Linked DNA regions of Oryctolagus cuniculus: region 2 is linked to region 1. Evidence: chromatin contacts called from public Hi-C data. All regions are on one chromosome and are shown on one strand. The core of a region is the stretch at or near the end of the contact, and the rest is flanking DNA. Distances in the headings are between cores, read along the strand shown. Region 1 holds the start of AGMO (alkylglycerol monooxygenase). Region 2 overlaps LOC138845847 (a long non-coding RNA gene).

Region 1 (7,647 bases), core at 2,959-5,458:
TGATTTCTATAATCCTATACACTTAACATTCTCAAAATGAGCTCCGGCAACCAACTGAGTATTTTTCAATAACCATTTTACATCCAAGTCCCTTTATCCCTCGAGTACGCTGAATGTATTCATCATCTCCGTTCCAGAGAGACACGTAGTAGAGGAAGTCGTCTATACTTTTAAATTCTTACTTAAGACAATCTGGGAATTCGTTGCAAGTAGCTTGAGACGTTACGCTCCTCAGAGTGAGACTGCAATATGTAAACCTACAAGCATTTATAAAGAGTCCTTAGCATTGCTATTACTACCACGACTATATACCTAATAACCTACGTGACTCCTAGGAACACTATTGAAAAAACTTTGCTTTTAGGTTTTTGCTTTGTATCTAAGTCATGTTAAGTGATTGTATGAAATTATTTCACCTTTTCTCAGATATCTGTAAGCTTTGATTGCATTTTTTTTTCATCTACCTTGGTTTCTGCCTGGGCGGTTCATACAGACATTCCAAAGCAATGAGCACTGGTCAGAAGTAAAGCTCTTAAAACAGAAAAAGACGCAATGGGTGGGCAACTGGAATGAGAACATTCCTCAGCTCAAAGCATAGACTTCTCCTGGAATTTCTTTCGCCCTCTGCCTCTGTGGTAAATCCTAATGTACTGAAGATTCCGTCTAGTCACTGGTCTCCCTTTTTCGTGCATTTATTATTTGCTCAAAAAAAAAAAAAAAGGCAGATCATTTGCTGATTACAATTGTTTGGCTGCATCTTCATGCAATTTCATCACTTTCATGACAGTAAAAGACCATAATATTTTTGTGAACATTTTCCCATGCACCAGGCATTGCTCCTGCTAAAACCAGGAGAGCACAACCCTTGCTCTCAAGTTGCGAGCAGTCTAGGAGGAAAGGCTAGGAGGGAGGCAGGAAAGTATCACATGGTGATTCCCTGTCTGGGGCAAGCATGGGATCCCATGGGAGTGTAAGTGACGTGGTGTCTAACATAGGATTGGAAAACAGAGAGGCTCGATTTAAGAATATGATGTCAGTGCCGGCATTGTGGCATAGCAGGTAAAGCCACCACCTGCAGTACCAGCATCCCACATGGGCACCAGTTCAAGTCCTGGCTGCTCCACTTCCGGTCCAGCTCTCTGCTGTGGCCTGGGAAAGCAGTAGAAGATGGCCCAAGTCCTTGGGCCCTGCACCCACATGGAAGACCTGGAAGAAGCTCCTAGCTCCTGACTTCAGATTGGCATAGCTCAGGCCTTTGTGGCCAGTGGGGAATGAACCAGCAGATGGAAAACCTCTCTCTCTCTCTCTCTCTCTCTCTCTCTGTGTGTGTGTGTGTGTGTCTCTTTCTGCCTCTCCTTCCTTCTCTGTGTAACTCTGACTTTCAAATAAATAAATAAATCTTAAAAAAAAAGAATATGATGTCTATGTTCAGATCTAGTGAGTGGTCAGAGTGGCCCACTTGGAAAGGTCTCCAGCACCTGGGACAGGTGGGTAATGGTGGGTAGAAACCCCTTGTGGAACAAAGGGATAGCAGGTGGGAGGCCAGAAGTGTGAACAGAGAGACAAAGTCCTCTGTATCCAGGAAAGGAACTTGTACCTTATCCTCAGGGCAATATAGACCCAGTGAAAAGTTTCTATCAGATTCCTGTGATGCAAATGTGTGGCTGTGTTTGGGACAGTACTGGAGACAGGGGGTAGTACTAAAGACAGATGAGATATTATTAGAGACAGATGGCAGAACCGAGACCCACATGAGATAAAACTAGGGATGATGTTAATACTAACTAATACTCCAGACAGATGGAGTAGTACTAGACAGGACACAGTTAGGAGACCATTGCAGTAATCTGGAGATTTGTGTGACTGGAACAGTGATTTTACATGTGAATTTGATCGATGCAAAATTCAGTCTCCAGTAGACCACTAGATCACAACTCTGGGACAAGCCTGTGGTAGGGCAGGTGAGGTACTTACTTGGGCACAAGGTTTGAGGGGGGTGCCATAAACTCAGTGAGCAAGTGAAATAATAGGGTGACTTTTTTGTGAATGAATACAAGAGATCAACAAACCAAATATACAGTTTAAATAATGACAAGAACATGTATAAATTAAGTAATTCCCTATCCAGCAGGTTGCAGGGTATTCACTCAACATTTCTAGCCATCAAACTCACCCTGGAAGCCGGGAGAGCACACCTGCTGACATGGATGTTAAAGCATCATCCAGACCACCTGGTAGCTTCCCTTTGTGAATCCAGCTGACAATCAGTTCGAGCAGCATCAAGGAAATGAAAATCGGAGTTGCCTGGAAAGAGATGTTGCAATGATTAGTATGAAGTTATTCCACATTTCCTGCGCAGTCTTTCCAGAATCGGGAGGCACAATGTCAGAGGTGCAGCAGGAGAGTGTGTGCACATATCCATCAAGTTCATTCCCTACCCAACAGACTTTTAAAAAAGTCCAGCTCTTTTGGACACACACCAAATGTGCCCAAATTCTATTGCCAATTTGAAAATAAAATGGTTGTGACCATGGTAAGTTATGCCAAGAAAATGGATTAGGAAAGATATATTTTAAGTGAAACACAAAAAATACATATACAATAAGCTAATTCTTCAGAAGTCTTTTATCTACACTTCATGAAGCTTGCTCTAGGAATATACAAAATTCCAGCCTTTTAATTATGTGCTTATTTACTTTTCTTTTTTTAACTATCTTTTTTTTTTACCTATTTTAAGAGTTAGAGTTATAAATATATAGAGAGACAGCGAGAGATAAAGAGAGATTTTTCATCTGCTGGTTCACTCCCCAAATGCCAGACGTTTATGCTAAAATCATCAGAACTACTTCTAATGATGATGTTGAAAGAGTAGGGACAATTTTTTACTGAGAATTCTGATGACAAGGTCATTTTACATATTTAAAACACCATTCAAGTTTTATTCATTCAATTCTGATTAAGTATTCTTCAGGCTCCACTACTGATGTCTCAGACTTGGATTGGGTTTGGTGTTGTAATATAAATCGTAATGATTTATGAAGACACGAGCACCACACTTTTTCACTGAAGACTTGCTCAAAAGTATGTGGGTTTTCCTCATTTTGGAGTTTTGGTTTGGAGTTTTCTAAACAGAACTCCCAAGAACTGATTACGTGATGTCATTTTTGTTTTCTATTTCTGGCCTGCACTAGTCAAGTGTTGTAGGAGCAACTTTGACAGGGTGGAGAATTTCAGTGTTCAAGTTCTAATTCTGGATATTTCCACTTCCAAGCCCAGCCAGGAAGCAGCAGTGAAAAATACCCCTGCATACTTGAGAGTTTCAGAGAAAACTTGGTGCAAGTTCAACCTCGGGAAGGGAGAGCTGGACTCGTCGGGCAGCGCGTCTTACAGCCTGCAGAGCAGCGCCACCAAGTTAACGAGGACACAGTGCACAGGCTGAGCGCTCCAGAATGCCACTGCCACAGTCTACTGACGGCCTCTCCCGCCTGTTCCTCACTGAGCTCCCACCAGCCCGCTTTTCAATGCCACAGTGTCCCAGGAAACTTTCAAAAGCTTGTCATATCCTAGAGTGATTCATAAAGGAGGGCGTTTATACATAAAGACAGCTGTGCCTATGGCTTGCAAATCCAGCCCCATCGAACTGAACGTTAGAATTCCATCGTTTCAAGAATGAGAGCGAACAAATCCGCAGGCTATGTGGCCCTGGTTTTTACAGAGAAAGGAGCCAGAATAGCTTCTCTCTCTCTCTTCCCCACGGGCTCACCTGTTTTACGTAATCCGGCACCTCTTCTAGGGTCTGAAATGTTGTCTCATTGGGCTGTACCATGTAAAACATCACACGGAAGCCCTGGGAGATGGAGCCGGCCTGGGGAGCTCCTGGGTTCCTCATCTCTGCCCTCGGGAGACGCCCAGCTGGAGACTATTTGAGATTCCGTGGTGGAAGCCAGTGGCTGAACAACCAGGACGAGTTGTGCAGCAGAGAACAAGCCCTTTGTCTGCGGACAGCGAGAAACAAAGCTTACAGAGAGGGCGGCCAACGGCAGAGACAGCAAACACAGGGACCGAGGTCCCGTCCAGAGTCCAGCGGGCTCCCTCGCTCACACCCAGGTCGCAGGTGCACAGCGCTGCGCCACCAACTAAGGAAAAGGAAGAGAGCAGGAAAGCCACTGCCGTGCCTTGGAAAGCGAAAGGAAACCAGACGCTGAAAACGCAGGTGAAAGTTCACGCTGAAACACTGGGCCAACATTCCAGAGTCAAATCACAGGAGGAGAGTTCCTTCTCCCTTCGAAAAGTTCATTCGCTCAACGAAAATTATTGAAGTGCACTAGGAAGCAGAGAAAGTGATTGATTAACGACAGACCTGTGAATCCAGTGTAGGTTGAATTCAAAGCACCTACACTTATTAGTATATAATCTGCAGGTGCAAATGTATATATGATTCGTATATAATACCCGTATATAATATTGCTTAAGAATAACATCTCAGAGCTTGCCTGATTTTTCATTGAAGATAGAACAGCACCAACATTTCTGTTTGTTTTGATTCAAGGAAGCAATTTTGATTACATTAAAGATAACTTGTTGGCTGTAAGAAAAAAGAAAAACAAAGTGCACTGGGTTTAAGTTCACAGTCTTTTCATTGAATTGCATTTCCTATAGGGACAAGGTGCCTGCATCTGAGTATTAGCTTGAAAGACAGTGAGCAGTGAGCATTGAACTGGTTATTTATTGCTTGTGTAGTTCTGATTCTGAATCATAACTTCTGAGTGTCTGTTGACCGATTTAGAGGCGTTTGGTGGATGACATAATCTACCTTGTTTACTGGAAGGCTGGCCAGTGACACCCTATTCTTATCACCAGAATGAAGAAGCTGCTGAACTGTTGCTGTGAGACCTTATCTTTGTTTTCCAGAAAGAGCTGAAGTGATTGCACTTTTTAGGTCAACTATAAGGCACCACAGGACCCAGTGAGTTTCACCAGTGAATGAACAGAGCTGTCAAGAATAGCCCTGGATTTGACCCAGAATAATTGTGTTAATCCTGCTTCTACCTCATCTTTTAAGCATGTTTACATGAACTTACTGAATTTTTTAAAGATTTATTTATTTATTTGAAAGGCAGAGTTACAGAGAGGCAGAGGCAGAGAGAAAGAGGGAGAGAGGTCTTCCATCCGCCGGTTCACTCTCCACATGGCCACAACAGGCAGAGCTGAGCTGATCTAAAGCCAGGAACCAGGAGCTTCTTCCAGTCTCCCATGTGGACGCAGGGGCCCAAGGACTCAGGCCATCCTCTGCTGCTTTCCCAGGCCATAGCAGAGAGCTGGATGGGAAGTGGAGCAGCCAGACACATGGGATGCCGGCACTGCAGGTGGCAACTTTCCCTGCTATGCCACAGTGCCAGCCCCAAATTTACTTAAATTAGTAATACATGGTTGTTTTAGGAAAAAAAAAAAAGGAAACTAGTTAGGCATCAAGTAAATGACTAGTGAGAAAAGCTATTAACATTGTAAGTGCAGTCAGTTCTGCCTTCATGTGGCATATGTGTTCCTAAAAACCAGAAGACTTCGCAAAACTGTGCAGTAGGAACCATAGGACTTAGGAAAAAATGGGATTAGGGTACAGTAACCAAAAAGTTCATAATTGCTCACAAGGAAAACAGAGATAGAGCCAAATAAATATGGTACATGCTTCCACATGCTACATGGTTGGAAATGCATTAAGGGGCTGGTGCTGTGGCATAGCGGGTTAAGCCGCCACCTGCAGTGCTGACATCCCACATGGGCACCAGTTTGAGTCCTGGCTACTCCACTTCTGATCCAGATCTCTGCTATGGCCTGGGAAAGCAGTAGATGTCCCAAGTCCTCGGGCCCCTGTGCCCACATGAGAGACCTGGAAGAAGCTCTTGGCTCCTGGCTTTGGATTGGCCCAGCTCTGGCTGTTGTGGCCAGTTGAGGAGTGAACCAGTGGATGAAAGATCTCTCTCTCTCTCTCTCTCTTTCTCTCTTTCTCTCTTTCTCTTTCTCCCTCTCTTTCTCTGCCTCACCTTCTCTCTGTGTGTAACTCTTTCAAATAAATAAATAAATTTTTTAAAAATGCATTAATACTGGAGTAAGTATAGCATTTTACCTTGAAAAAGGCCTGGAATGTGTTTGTGGAAAGAATTTGGAAGATTTGCAGATTGTGAGTGAGTGTGGAGTGGTGGGAGGAGAGTTATGTAAAATTAGACAGAAAGTAGTAAGGAACTCATATACAGATACAATGATGTAATCACTCCTAATGCATAATTGAAATGAGAATGCTGGGAGAGGTAAAATGTGTGTGTGTGTGTGTGTGTGTTTGCATGCACTTCGTGTGTTTCTAAGATGCCTTTGGATGTCTTTCTATCCACGTGTCCCTCAGATCTTTGCCCAAAGCTTGCTAGCAATGGAAACTTGCCATAGAGTTTTGTCTTCTATGTACTTTACAGGGTACAAGGTGGAGAGGGCCTGAGCTGGGAGAGCCCAGTAGCATGCAGAACCTGAGGGAAGTGCTCACCCCCAGTGCTCGCATTTGCAATTAAGTGCGTACTGAAAGACATCAGATTTCTGCATTGAAATGACAGTTTAAAGAATCTTACTAGGAGTCTCTGGTAAATACTGATATTTGTGATCTAGAAAGAGAAAGCACACCGTTATTTGTTACTGTAAAAAACTGTCAGCCACAGCAGGGAATTGCAGTATTGAGGAAGCAGCTAATGAAAAATGAAGGGTCTTCTAATGGTAGATAAGGTGCTGCCACTACTCCAGGGGCTGGGCTCAGAAACATGCTTGTAGACAGAAAAAGGAGAGAAAAATCGGCCCACCAAGTGTCTTAGCAGAGGCAATTCCCTGCACAACAGCCTGAGCAGGTGCCGGGCAGAAGCTGCTGCTGTCACCACAGATTCCACCCACATTGCGTGATCCTGCCAATGACACACCCAGAGATCCAGAGAAACTCTTTCTTCAACCATGACTGCCCTGGCCCACTCCTGACAGTGCTTCACACCAGGTCATCTGGGAAAAAAAAGAAAAGAAGTGACTACTCAGTTCCTAGGGCAGGCTTAGATACAGCAGTTAAGACTGATTTAGATGCCCACATCTTAGATCAGTGCCACATTCAAATCCTGGCTTTGTTCCTAATTCCAGCTTTCTGCTAATATGTACCCTGGGAGGCAACAGCTGATGGCTCAAGTAGCTAGGTCCTTTCCACCCACACGGGAGACCTGGATTGAGTTCCAAGCTTTTGGCTTCAGCCTAGCCCAGCTCTGGCCATTGAAGGCAGCTGGGGGAATGGACCAGCAACTGGGAGTCTTCCAGTCTGTTGGTCTCTCTTTCTATATTTGTCTCTCAAATTCTCATAATAATGATAATGATGATGATAATCATGATGATTCAAAAAGAACCATGGATCGGGCAACTAAGTGTGAATCAGATGATGAAAGCCAAGATATCTCTGAGGACCACAGGGCAGAAGGATCTTCGGTAATTACAGTCAACGTTAGCATCCCCAATGCACAGAATACTTTGTCTCGACACTTATGAAGCTATAAATCATTTAAAACTCTTTTCTGGAAGATGCTCATTGTGAGGAAGTGGGAGTAAAGGGGACTCAGAAATTGGAGTTGTGCATTT
Region 2 (7,374 bases), core at 63-2,562, 570 kb after region 1:
GGGCTTTGTATTATTTTCACACCATGTAAAGAGAGATGAGGAAATAATTCCCCAGTCTCGGCCTTGCACAAAGGAAGGCTCAGTTAGGGAGCACTGCCAACCTCCAGATAAAATCTGTTTATAGGTTAGGAGTGCTTGCCATCCCTGCAGATCAGATGTCCACAAACACATTGCTGTATCGCCTCCTCTGACAGCTGCTGACTTAGGGGCGGTGACTTCACATCATCTCCCAGCTCACTGGATTTGCTCAAACGTCCCATTCTCAAGCAAAGAGCAGGTTTTCAAAATTCTACCTGAACCTGCCCTGGGAGCAGCACGCTCTCATGTTCAGGGGCAGCACGTGGCTGATGAAGTATTTGGTCTAATCTCGCAAGCATCCCGAAGCACCTGCGGGCGTGGAGGCAGAAACACACTTGCGCAATGGTGTGTGTGGTGCTGATCTGTCCACAGCTTATGCACCACTCACACTGGCCTGTGTGCTGTGCCTTCAACATACCACGTGTGATCCTGCTTCAAGATCTTTTTATTTCCTTGTCCTCAACTGGAGATAGAAAGATGGTTTGCCTCTTCCACAACTGCGTGCTCAGACGTCGCTTTCTTAGTGAGATGTCATCGGGGCACTCGATTTAAAGTTACAACTCTGCCCTCCCAGCACTCCACAGCCTTATCTGTTTCTCCCTTCTCTGTCACACTCACCACCTTCTCCTGGTTTCTAGATTAACTGCCTCTTATTATTCTTGAACACCAATATGCACGACACTCCAAGATGCTCGAAAAAAACATTTTTAATAAATGAATGAATTTAAAGATGATGTAACTGATGTCAGCTTATTATCTGGATATAAAGTTCAATGTGTCATTTTTTCAGCATAAGGCTGAAAGCTCTGTGTTCTTTCTAATATCCAATTGCTGGGGTTCCCCCTCCCCCAACAGATTTTTTAGCAACCCCCATGTCCAAGTATTAACATCTCACTGACCTTCTTTGTCAATTCTTGTTTGACATTTCCTAGCTCCACAAAGAGGGGTTTTCCAAGACAAAAAAAAAAAAAGAAAGAAAAAAGAAAAATCTCACAAATAAAAAAAAATTGGCCCTGCTGCAAGGATGAAGGGAAAGTGCCCCCAAGAGATCACGTAGACAAAAGGCAAGAAGAGCAGGGGCCGGGGCTGGAGGAGAGAAAGCCCAGGGCCCAAGGAGTTCCCTGCTCCTCTCCCCAGATGAAGTCTCTGGTCGGAGCCGGTCCACCCCACTCAGAGGGCCACTAGGATCCATGGCTGCTAGCCAGTGCTGTGCTGAACTCCCCAGCATACTGTGTCCTGAGCAGATGTCCGCAGGGAAGGGATGATTTCAGAAGATGGATCTGCCCCCGATGATTTCTCCTCTGGCCTTGGCTGGGGGACTTTTTCCATCTCCCCTAGTTTTTTTTTTTTTTTTCAGTCTAGATTTTTATGAGTTCTGAACAAGAGTATTTTAGATGTCCCTAGTAGCTGAGATCCAGTCTTAGACAAAAGTCCTCTAAGACTGAAATATAAATAGAGAAGCCTTCAGGATGACATCATGCTGTATGCACACCAGAAGTGACCACAAATAACCTACAATAACCTTTAAAATTAGTTTTTTCCTGACTTCATAAAACAATATTTTATTTGGCAGGCATATATTGGCAAGCTTCTTCAAGAGCTCTATTTGTTTTCTGTATCCAGGAAGACACAACCACTGTTTTCACATAGGTTTCCTTCTCTGCTGTGGTTTTGCCATTTTCTGCTTCTTTATGAGTGGCTGCTGCAGAATGTTTTTCTTGGGGACGTTTATTAAGAGCAGAAGGATATGAATGAACAACCATCCTTATAACAATGCAGGGCGGGTTTCTCCTTACCTTTCTCCCAAGTTCCAGGGACAGCAGTGGAACCGATCCACCACAACCAACTCGCTCTGTCCTGGGTTCTCTAATGTGTGGCTGGAGAACATATCTGAGAGTCCATTGAAGGAATTTGGTCCACTTGTCCTTTGATGCATTCCTTACATTCAAGATTAGACAGAGAATATAGCACCATGACACAGCTTGAAAAGAGGGTAAATCTCTTCCAGGCCAAAAAAAATTAAGCTCTAGCTTTGACAACACGGTCCCCTTAGAAAATAAAAGTGATATATTTTTTTCTAAGTATGCTACTGTATTAGAAAATGCTTTCTGGGAAGGAGGCAGGAGAGTGGAAAAGGAAGGAGGGAGGGAGAGTAGGTTGGGGAGGATGGAAAGTATCATTTTGTTCTCAAAACTGAATATATGCACTTCATGATATTTGCTTTCTTTGCATAAATAAGTACATAAAAATCCTTTTCCGAATCTAAGTTCCCACCCCTCGGTTTTTCAAAATCCTCTGCCATTTCCTAGAAGACGAAGAGGAGGGAGTATAAAATCTTCTCAAAGGCAATAAAAACAAAAATAAATATTTCTCAAATAAACAGCACTTCCAGCCTGTGCCACCGTATTTCATTTTCTTCTTTCTACCCCTGCTCACCATCTTCTCTCACACAGGCAGAGAGGAAGGTTCCAATAGTTAACCTTGTACTGTTGACCCAACCAAAATTAACTGGCTATGTAACAATTTAGTTGTCCATATAAAAACAGGAAGAGAGATTTCCCCAAGTAACCTTTATTCACCATGAGAAAAACAGCTGGCGCTCTCTCTCTCTCTTTCTCTCTAGCTGTGGCTCTCTCTCTTGCTCTCTCTCTCTATGTAAGCCCAGGGGGCATGGATGAAAGCATGTATGCTTTTTATCTCTTCTCTTGCAAATGGGTGGCTTTTCCAGTGGAAGTGTGCCAGTGCATAAGAAAGTCTCGTCAAAATATTTAAAATTCTATCTTTATAAGATGAGGTCGTTGAAGCAAAGCTTTCTCACCCCTGTTATGCGCAAAAAAAAAAAAAAAATCACGGCAAAATAACCATGGAAACCTACACCTCTTCCTCCTAGGAAAGGAGGGAGCGATTAATAAGAAACACTGCCCTTCCAACAACACAAATCCGAGCCTGAGTACCAGACTTCTTTTGTGTCCCTGCTTTTCAGTAGTTCTGCTACATTTCCCACAGTGCACTGCTGGGATTTTGTATTTTTTATTTTCGCTACGCATGCTCACACATCTGTTGCACATGTGTGATCAACCGACCGGAGTCCGAGCCAAATGTCCTGCAAAAACGGACGGAGTGGGTAGAGCATTCCTTGGAGAGTCAGGCACTGCCTCTGGTGGCCTGCCTCCAAGAGCAGTGGTGTAATAAAGAAAAGAAATCTGCTCATTTGAATTGCATGGAAATGAACTGTGTCCTCCCCTCAAAGACCATATGGGAATGATCCCTGGAGGGGTGGCGCACAACACCTAGGGCTGGCCGACTCCACTGGACGGCTGTAAACGAACCTGTGGAGTCAGACTGGGAGAGGCAGCCAGGCGGATGAGAAGCATGCAGCCGGAGGCAGGAGTCCTATCTGGTGGCCCTGCGTCACGTCTGAAGGAGAGAAACTCCATGGAAGCAAGAAACGCCAGCGAGCCAGCCGTCTTGCAGAAATCCTCCGTCTCCCATTAAAAAGCCATTCTTGGATCTCACCTCCGGTAAAGTGAACCCTGCTGGAGACAAGGCATTGCACCTGAGCAGTAGCCAGAGTTCCTTTGCAAGCAAATGAGCTCCGTGAGACTCAATGGACCTCTGCAAAGCAGAAAGGCAGTCTTCATAATCAAACCTGCACCAGAGCCCGGAGCCCAGGGACAGAGAAACCGGAGACGCCGGCTGTCCTGCCTGTGTTCTGGCAGGTCCCCTCAGTGAACCTGATCCAACCACAAGTAGCTGGTGACCTGCAGCAGACCTGTGACATCCTTAGGGGCCACACAAACACACACCTCGATCTTCTCTGATGGGGAGGGATTCAGATAACATCGGGAAATTTGTTATAAGATACAAATACATATATATGTACATCAAAAGATAGGAAAGAGTAAGCTAAGTATTGCTGTGTTTTTGGAGTATGGTCCTTAATTACAAGAAAATCCTCATCACTTTTACTAGTTTTAAAGTTTTCATTTATAGGGGCCGGCACTGTGGCCCAGCAGGTAAAGCTGCCACCTGCAGTTTTGGCATCCCCTATGGGCGCGGGTTCCAGTCCCAGTTGCCCCATTTCTGATCCAGCTCCCTGCTAATGTGCCTGAGAAAGCAGGAGAAAATGGCCCAAGTACTTGGACCCCAGCACCCACGTGGGAGACCCAGAAGAAGCTCCTGGCTCCTGGCTTCAGATGGGCCCAGCTCTGGCCCTTGCAGCCATTTGGGGAGTGAACCAGTGGATGGAAGACCTTGTCTCTCTGTCTCTGCCTCCCTGTAGCTCTGCTTTTCAAATAAAATAAATCTTTAAAAAAAATTTTTCATTTATATCAAAAGTGCAGTCCTGATTCCTTCTTTCATCTTCCTTGAGAAAAAGAACATAATTTCAACTCATTCAGTCTAAAATCAAAATACGTTATATAGAAAAAATTGGGGAAATCACCTTAGACAAGGTGTTAATCTTGCTTGTACTTTTTCTGTTCCAATCATCTGATGATAATGATGGTGCAAGAATTCCTAAGACTTTATTTCCTTCTCAACCTTCATTTTGTTGTTTTCTCTAAGCTCAAAGTGAAGTTATCCATATACCAAAATTTAAATTTTGAATCAATGTGAATTTTTTTCTAAGTTTCCTGAAAATTGAAGTCTCATTTTTCCTATCAGATATGACTTTGTATTTATATTTCTAAGATTTCATTACAATAATTTTGAGGAAATTCTGTGATCGTTACTTATAAAAGCAAGACATTGTGTAATGGGGTAATAGTAGATAGTACCTCCTGAAAAGTCTTACTAACAGCAACTCATTTAATCTACACCAGGACCCAGTAAGAGAGATATTAATATTAACTCTATAATTCACAGATGAGGAAACTGAATTCTATCAGAATTTTGTGATTTGTCCAAAGTCCATAGTAGATAGTATGCCTGAGGTGCAATTCCATCTCTGTTGTCTGGAGCCGATATTTGGGAGTGCCCATGACACCACTGTACTAGAAGAGTCTTTGGGTTTTTTTTTTTTTGTTTTTTGTTTTTTTTTTTGGTTTTTGAAATAGGATCTGGCATTGTCACTTTAAACCTGTCTTTCCTATATTCCAAGACTATCAAAAGGGGAAATTCTAGTTACTTCAACAACGTTGTAGTTCTTCTAAAACATCTCATGGGGCCAATGCTGTGATATAGCCAGTAAATCCAACACCTGCAGTGCCAGCATCCCATATGGGCGCCAATTCGAGTCCCAGCTGCTCCACTTCTGATCCAGCTTTCTGCTGTGGCCTGGGAAAGCAGTAGAAGGATGGCCTAACTCCTTGGGCCCCTGCACCCACATGGGAGACCTGGAAGAAGCTCCTGGCTCCTGGCTTCGAATCTGTGCAGCTCCAGCTGTTCTGGCCACCCGGGAAATAAACCAGCAGATGGAAGATCTCTCTCTCTCTCTCTCTGCCTCTGTCTCTGCCTCTCTGTAACTCTGCCTTTCAAATGAATAAACAAAACTTTAAAAAAAAAAAAAACTATGTCACTAAATATTTTTCCTTTCTTCAAATCTCAAGACTTCCTCTGATTGAAGTGCTAATCCATTGTCCCTCTGTTTCTTCAACCTTTTATTCCCATGGGAAAAAAGCCAAAATTCTTTCACCTTTCCATAGAAGTCATTTTTTTCTAAATCAATGTATTTTGCTAAAAGTAGAGCTCTTTGAGTAAAACTCATGTAGGTAAATAGCTGTTGTTTTAAAATATTTTGAAAAAACTCAATGTTTTTTAATGCAAGTCTGTCCATAAGGCTTTGCCCTCTGCTTGCTTATAAGTCATTTCTACTTGAGGCTCTCTATGAAGATTGGGAATCGCAAAAATGGCTCTTGGAAACCACATGGCAGTAGATAGCATTTCCACAGATAAGTGTATTTCATAATTCTCATAATAGCAACACAGATTTTTTTCACTATCATCAAATTTGATAGTGACACACCAAGGAAATGTCAGCCACTCTTCACTGGTGATAAAGAGGCCATTGGATTCTGAGGCCATTCTCCAATCTATTTATTGCAACCCTGTTCCCTGTGGCAACAGGGAAGCCCTGAGTACAAAGTGTGTGGGAAGATGTATCTCATTTTCACAGATCAGAAAGCTGAGCAGAGATATTAAATTCTATTTATGAGGTCAATGAAAATATCAGCAGAACCGTGATGAGCCAAATCTCCATCCCACAAAATGTCTAAAAATACATTGGACTTCCAAGTGCTATGTAACTTGTATTTTAAGACATTCTGCGAAATGAACGTATTCGCAGAGCCACGCCTTTCGCTTCAGCACTGAGACTATCAGTGTTTATCAGAGGCACGGGAAGTTCCCAGCCGCCTGCCAGCTGATCTTGGAGCAGAGAACGGAGAGGAGCCCCCCTGTGTATTTTTTTGGCGCACATCTGTCTCCAGAATGTACAGCGTCATCTGTGCTAAGTAAGCTAAAAATACTAAGTTTGTTCTTAGCTGGGGACCAAACTGTAGAAAAGCACATTCTCACCCTTTGCAGCTCAGATCTGCCATTTGAAGGATGGGACTAACTGTCCTACTGCAAGTTTTGGGTCTAGCTGCCCTTTTTTTTTTTTTTTTTTTAACTGATTCCAAGGGTGGCTTGATTTGTTCTTTTGGGGGCACTTACAAGAATCTTCCTGAATCTTCGTGAAAGGCTTAGGTGTGTTTTACTAAATCTGAGTAGCCATATTCACACAGGAGCATTTCCAGGTTTATAAGAAATAAACTCCTCATCATACAGACAATGTGGGCTAATATTCTTGGAAATTCTTACCTGAACTTTCAATTGTGAATTGAAGAAATTGACATGTATAGCATCCTCATGTGTGTGTGTGTGTGTGTGTGTGTGAGAGAGAGAGAGAGAGAGAGAGAGAGAGAGAGGCAAATTAGCCAAAAATGAGGATCTTGCAGGCCAGCCCAAGGATGCCTCAGAGATGTTTTAGTGGGAATGCCTGTGCCATCGGCATACAATGAACCATACTGTGTGTGAAAACGGGAATCTGAGTTCAGCAGTGCTCCTCCTTGCTTTCTCTTCCTTCCCCTCCCCTCTCCAAGTCCTTTCACTTCCTAATCTGCCTAATCAAATGCTAAGTCAAGAGCAAGAGCCACAATCAGGTTTGTCAATTAAAGCGCAGAGTTCAAAGTTGACGCCGGAGTGAGTAATTGCTTTTGAAAACCACAACCAGCAGGCAGCTGCCAGATCTTTGCAACAGTTTATTTAACCTCAAAACATCTGATCAATTTTATTATCTCCACAAGAAGGAAGATG

What was found. A called contact is a pair of places that touch in the nucleus more often than the background predicts.
Region 2: a contact with region 1 is called in a Hi-C map of an unstated tissue, with 2.5 times the contacts expected there. The contact joins the enhancer-like site here to the promoter of AGMO in region 1. A contact is called at or near these places in 2 of 6 Hi-C or Micro-C datasets (skin fibroblasts and an unstated tissue).

Annotation. Positions count from the first base shown.
Region 1 is chr16:7,123,633-7,131,279 of mOryCun1.1, forward strand. It overlaps AGMO (alkylglycerol monooxygenase), which reads right to left and starts at 4,209. Exons shown (of 13, transcript XM_002720858.5): 1 at 3,764-4,209; 2 at 2,174-2,304. The coding sequence starts at 3,889.
Region 2 is chr16:7,701,164-7,708,537 of mOryCun1.1, forward strand. It overlaps LOC138845847 (a long non-coding RNA gene), which reads right to left. Exons shown (of 2, transcript XR_011383048.1): 1 at 3,408-7,374; 2 at 1-2,016. Among named protein-coding and RNA genes, the nearest start is that of CRPPA, 350 kb to the right of the region's middle. Within about 2 kb of position 1,313, at least 3 of the 8 cell types and tissues checked have an H3K27ac peak or open chromatin away from gene starts, as enhancers often do.